2 separate regions of the Ovis aries genome follow, and region 1 is linked to region 2. A link is a contact called in public Hi-C data. All regions are on one chromosome and are shown on one strand. Each heading gives the region's core, a stretch centred on a gene start, on an enhancer-like site or on the middle of the called end of the contact. The rest is flanking DNA. Distances are from core to core; before and after follow the strand shown. Region 1 overlaps STARD13 (StAR related lipid transfer domain containing 13). Region 2 overlaps STARD13 (StAR related lipid transfer domain containing 13).

The links. Hi-C and Micro-C count contacts between places; a contact is called where the count stands out from the background.
Region 1: a Hi-C map of hypothalamus shows a contact between it and region 2, with 5 times the contacts expected there. The contact joins two enhancer-like sites. A contact is called at or near these places in 6 of 16 Hi-C or Micro-C datasets (hypothalamus, liver, muscle and 2 more).

Annotation. Positions count from the first base shown.
Region 1 is chr10:28,197,077-28,200,065 of ARS-UI_Ramb_v3.0, reverse strand. The region is part of intron 3 of STARD13 (StAR related lipid transfer domain containing 13); the gene reads right to left. Among named protein-coding and RNA genes, the nearest start is that of KL, 200 kb to the left of the region's middle. Within about 2 kb of position 1,320, at least 26 of the 54 cell types and tissues checked have an H3K27ac peak or open chromatin away from gene starts, as enhancers often do. A contact at or near this core is called in hypothalamus, where this site is marked.
Region 2 is chr10:27,761,379-27,764,779 of ARS-UI_Ramb_v3.0, reverse strand. All of the region lies in intron 1 of STARD13 (StAR related lipid transfer domain containing 13), which reads right to left. Among named protein-coding and RNA genes, the nearest start is that of STARD13, 17 kb to the right of the region's middle. Within about 2 kb of position 1,404, at least 11 of the 54 cell types and tissues checked have an H3K27ac peak or open chromatin away from gene starts, as enhancers often do. A contact at or near this core is called in hypothalamus, where this site is marked.

The DNA.
Region 1 (2,989 bases), core at 71-2,570, 440 kb before region 2:
ACCAGTTTCACATATTTGAATACAAGATTTCTGCAGTTCCAGGGCATGTCCACTAGAGGCCTGTGAAGAGCTTCTTTCCCTGAACACAATCATAACCAAAAAGGCTAGATTTAATACCAGAAGTATTGATCAAGTATCAGTAAGACAAAGATGGAATTGATAGATAATCTCAACAATAAGCACCTTAGTGGTGGATAAAATAAACAAAATGTAACCCTCTTTCGAAAACTCCAGGATACTGAATTGTGAAACTTATAAAACTCCTAATACGGAACTGGGAAAGCAGAGTGAAAAGAGGTAGGGTTTGGAAGTCTTCGCCAACAGTTCCAGAAGGTCAGCAGGCCCTGGCCAGCTCTGACTAGGTGGCCACAGGCACCAAGTGGTGGAATCAGCCATTATAATGACTGCCAGGGCCCTGTAGGGGCTTCTGAGGAAAGAGGGCTTTCAGATCTTCAAACACACACCACATACAAAGGGCATGTGACAAAGCAGAGGGCAGGTTCCTGGGTGGGAAAGCGTCTGGGAAAGTAAACAGAGTAGTGATTTAAGACAGATGGGCCAGGCAGGGGCTTCCTAAACAGTGACTCCAAGGAAGCAAACAGAGGAAGACAGATGAGCGATGGTGAGAACACCGAGAGACAGAGTCAAACAGGCCGTTGGCTTCAGGGGCGAGAGGGCCACTTCAGGCAAAAAGCACACAGAACGCACTCGGCACCGGGGGACAGGAGCACAACTAAGCGCGCACAGCAAAGATTACCGGGAAGGGTGAGATGCCTCGCGACAGTCCCCTCGCCACCCTGGCAAACTCAAAACAGAGCTTCACGTCACGTGTCAGAAAACACAAAACAATCAACCACACCACACATACGTGCGTGTGCACGCGCGCACACACACACACACACACACACACACAACTTCTATTTACAGAAACTGCCTGTTTTTCACAAGGTTTGGTTAATTAACAATCAGGAAAGAGTTGCACAGGGTTTGAAGAAAGAACCCTTTGTTCGGAAAAACCTGTGAAAATATTCCCTCAGCAGCTTGTAACTTTCCCTACAGATCGCCCCGGCCCTGAGGACAGGCCCAGGTGCCAGAGGCCCCTGTGATCCCACACAGAGCACACATTCAAAGGCAGCAGCGCTCTTTGTTGTCCCCTAGGAGTTAAGCCTTAATGGGTTTACAATTCGCCGGCGTTTTTGGAGAGCGGCTTGGCGGTTGCTGCCTGCTGCCAGAAATGGAGCCGAGACAAGGCCTGGTGAATCCCACAGCTGTTGTGGCCGCTCCGTGGCAGGGAAGAGCAGTTGCCCGGGGCGTTTCAGAGACGTGCGAGAACACAAGGAGACTTTATGAACCCTGGAAGGGAATCTGCAAGCACTGTGAGCAGATGGTCAGTCCACATGGTGGAGGAAGGATTTCGGAGCTGCGGTTCCTCACTGAAGACCATGGCAACTGGTGATTCACTGAGTCTTCGATAAATCCTTTGTGGGGAAAAGTGTTCCACTATAATGTAACATGGCTAGTTAGCTTCACACTGTCACAGTCCTGACTTCTAAACCTCAACAATCACAATTTAGACAGGAATAAGTTAGTCCATCTTACCTTGGTTAAAAAGAAAAACAGGTATGGCACTTCTGTTGGAAACAGGGTCGCTATTCATCCTGGTCCACTGGATTTCAGGAGATGCCTGCCTGAACCAAGCCTCCACCATTACTCCCTCCAGCCCTGACTTCAGGAAAATCTTCATCTTAAACTGAGACACATGGATGGTGGGACAACACTGAAAGCTTCTGGGAGCAGTGACTTCATGATTTTTTGCAAGCTATATTCACTTTCTTTCCCCATCATCCTTCTGATCAAAGGCTGCTTTTCGATACATGGAATTTTCTTTTGCTGAAATCTCAACCTATTTCCTGTTCTCCTCATGTTGACTCATCTGAGAATCACGTGATCTCTCCTAAAAGGCTATTTATTTAGTCCATTATGAGACCCAGGGTCAGTCTTTACTCATTTTATATCTGAATGACTTATTTCTTCAGGTCAAGCAAAGTACTCTTTAAGTATATCCCTGAGAAGCATCAGCTAGATACCATGGAGGAGATGAGGACCACAAACTGTGAGATGCTACAAATCTGACAAAGGAAACAGAAACACTGGGGAGAGAATTCTAATACCTGAAAAGGGCTAAGACTGAGGTGTAATCGGAAAGCTGTGGCCATATAAGGAAGAGAGAAAATAATCTTTAACTCCTCTGTAGAGATCGGGACATTAGTTTTAAAGAAGATAGAATTTAAGATGGCCATATATAGGGTGATCTATCACTCCAGTTTTCAAACGGAAAGTCTTGGGTTGCATGAAATCCTTCAATTGAACATCCAACAGTTAGAGATGAGAGTTTATCTCAAGGGTTTGAGACAAGGTGAGGGCCAGTCTCAACAGCAGTGGGCAGGCTGCCCCAGCCCTGGAGGTGTGGACTCAGCGGCCATCGGGGCACAAGGCCTTGGGGAAGGGGGTGATGTCCCGTCAGGCAGGACGGCAGGTGCCCGTCTCTCACTGGGCATCTATTTTGTGTCCAGCACGTTGCACAAGGCTCTGTGGAGACAAGGCTCGGGGCCTGGCACACAGTGGTGGCTGAGTGGCTCTCTTTAGACTGGACATATAGCTTTAGACTGGACATAAAGCCCTATAGCTTTACAATGGACCCCTGCAATGCACACAGGCTGACTTGCCAAGGCCAACATCACTACCCTGCAGGCATATGGGTTTTGAGAGCCCTGAACTAAGAGTAAGGAACTGAAAGAGAAGCAGATTTCAGGAGTTGATAAGATGTTGTGGACCCTGAGTATCACCTTGAGTCGATGGTATCTAATAAAAAACTTACAGTGTGCTGTTACATTTATTATCTCACTTTCGAGCTTGACACAGACCCACGAGGTAAGAAACTGAAAGTCTGAAGATGGCCTTGGTCACACGGCTGTAAGTAGCAAAGCTG
Region 2 (3,401 bases), core at 155-2,654:
TTCACTGTTATTAGATTTTTACCACAGTAATAGTTCTGTACCTTCCAATTTCACAGGTATGGGAAATTTAGAAAACACTTAATTTTAGATCTATATACGACAGATTGCTCAAAAGGCTGGGAATACAGTGAAGAGGAAATCACTTTGGACCTGCTGAAGTTTACTTTTATTTTTCGAGGGCTTTTGTGTTAAAGATGACTGAAAATTTTAAAGCCAGATGGAATTAGAGTTACTTACAGGAAATGGCAACCCACTTCACTACTCTTGCCTAGAGAATCCTGTGGACAGAGGAGCCTGGTGGGCTGCTGTCCATGGGGTCGCCCAGAGTTGGACACGACTGAAGTGACTTAGCATGCATGCATGCATTGGAGAAGGAAATGGCAACCCACTCTTGTATTCTTGCCTGGAGAATCCCAGGGACAGAGGAGCCTAGTTGGCTGTCGTCTATGGGGTCCCACAGAGTCGGACACGACTGAAGCGACTTAGCAGCAGCAGCAGCAATCTAGTGGTGCTTACTCACCAGTCATGAGATTAAGTGGGCTGCTTGCCTATAAGTTTCTATCTAATTTCTCTATCTTCACATAGGAAAAAAGCTTTCCAGGGTTTAGGGGACTCCAGTTTTTAAGCGTAATTTCTAGACCCTGCCCTGGATTTTCTGATTAAACAATTCTGTGGTATGATCCTTAATCTGTACTTTAAAAAAAAGCTTCTCACTTGAACCAACTATTTGTGGAAACCCGGGATGCTCACAGAGTCTCTTTACTTTGGAGGTGCTAAATCTGAAGACTCTTAATCCACGGTGAGGTCAGATGAGGGAGGGAAGAGGATCCAAACTCCCTGATTTCTAATCTCATTTTGATCCTCACTAACCAGTCTGCTAACAAAATCCTTTCTACTCCATGTGAGTGTGTCTGTGGAGTGAGAGGAGTGGGAGGAGGTGTGGATTCGCAACCCCTTATCTTCACAGAGGGGAGACTATTAACAGTAGGGATTGGTAATTTACCGTTTTCTCTTCCCCATGAAATTTTAAAACCAAGGGAAAAGTTTAACTGGCTGATAATTTAATAAACGAAATCTTATGGATTAGATAGCATCTTAATATCTCTTCTAGCCCTAATTCTCTACGCTTCTGTAATTTAGCAACACAGGAATCCACCGGCACTGTCACTTTCATTTCTTAAGATGTTTTCCCCCAGAAGCCTCCTCAACTGAAAGAAACTTCACATTCCTCCTCTTTCTTTCTATGTAGCTTTTCTCATCTGAAAGGATAACTACCAGGCAGACACTTAACATATGCAAAAGCTTTCTCTCTCTGCCTTTGGCACTTGCTTAACACTTTCCAAATGAAATCTACAGAGAGCGTCAGGGGCTGGGCCTGCAGCTGGTTTAGCATAAATGCAACAGCACCACCTTGTGTTGTGTTCCTGGGAAAATTCACCTCCAACAGGACAAAAGCACGGGTGAGGAGGGGTGGAGCAGAATGTAGCAAGGAGACCCCAGTTTTCTCTACTGAAAACAGTACTGCATCAATCCCCTAGAAAAATTTTGTCCACTGTGTGCATGCCATGTTGCTCAGTCATGTCCGACTCTTTGCAACCCCATGGACTATAGCCCGCCAGGTTCCTCTGTCCATGGGAATCTCCAGGCAAGAATACTGGAGTGGGTTGCCATGACTTCCTACAGGGGATCTTCCCGACCCAGGGTTTGTTCACTACCAACCTATAATAATTTTCTCCTATTATATATATATATATTTAAATATACATTAAATATATCTCTATCTTAAACATCATATATATATATATATATATATATATATATATATATATATAAAATCTAAAAGGTGGTTGGGAATTGGAAGAGCAGAAATAAGCATGTATTAATACAAATTTCAGTTCAGTTCAGTTCAGTTGCTCAGTCGTGTCCGACTCTGTGACCCCATGAATCACAGCACACCAGGCCTCCCTGTCCATCACTAACTCTCGGAGTTCACTCAAATTCATGTCCATCGAGTCGATGATGCCATCCAGCCATCTCATCCTCTGTCGTCCCCTTCTCCTCCTGCCCCCAATCCCTCCCAGCATCAGAGTCTTCCAATGAGTCAACTCTTTGTATGAGGTGGCCAAAGTATTGGAGTTTCAGCTTTAGCATCATTCCTTCCAAAAGAAATCCCAGGGCTGATCTCCTTCAGAATGGACTGGTTGGATCTCCTTGCAGTCCAAGGGACTCTCAAGAGTCTTCTCCAACACCACAGTTCAAAAGCATCAATTCTTCGGTGCTCAGCTTTCTTCACAGTCCATCTCTCACATCCATACATGACTACTGGAAAAACCATAGCCTTGACTAGATGGACCTTAGTCGGCAAAGTAATGTCTCTGCTTTTGAATATGCTATCTATGTTGGTCATAACTTTACTTCCAAGGAGTAGGTGTCTTTTAATTTCATGGCTGCAATCACCATCTGCAGTGATTTTGGAGCCCCCCAAAATAAAGTCTGACACTGTTTCCCCATCTATTTCCCATGAAGTGATGGGACCAGATGCCATGATCTTTGTTTTCTGAATGTTGAGCTTTAAGCCAACTTTTTCACTCTCCTCTTTCACTTTCATCAAGAGGCTTTTAGTTCCTCTTCACTTTCTGCCATAGGGGTGGTATCATCTGCATATCTGAGGTTATTGATATTTCTCCCGGCAATCTTGATTCCAGTTTGTGCTTCTTCCAGCCCAGCGTTTCTCATGATGTACTCTGCATATAAGTTAAATAAGCAGGGTGACAATATACAGCCTTGACGTACTCCTTTTCCTATATAGGCAAGCATAATACCTTAGCATATTTTTAGAGGAAAAATTATAGTCAGTTTTAATTCCAGAATGCTCGATAGTAAATGCACATTTAATACCAATTCTCTTTCTAAAGATTCTCCTATATTCAGAGAGGTAACTTTTGAATAATGCATTTGTCTATTAATCAGAGGAAAGGATTTTTCACAAAACCTCTGTCATAATAGTTCTGTCATGGGTAAAATAGGTCGATTATGGGTAAAATCTTTATTTTCCAAGTAGAGTTGTAGAGTATTAGTTATATTTGAATCCTCTATGGGATAAACTGAAAAATTTATATCTATCTATCTATCTATATCTACATATATCACCATGGAACTGAAGGACTATACTAAAAAAGACACCGAAATAGAAATATTACCCCACTAAATATGCTACTCTTGTTTGATTTTTTTCACCCAAAACAACATAGTTAATTAAGGAAAACTATTTTCAATTACAACTCAAAATGTCAAGATTAGTATAACAAATTAGCAATTCTTTGTCCCTGAAGTCATCTGGAAAATTGAGTCTGAGTCCTTACAACCTACTCATGATTATAGGATGGAAAGTTACAGGATTA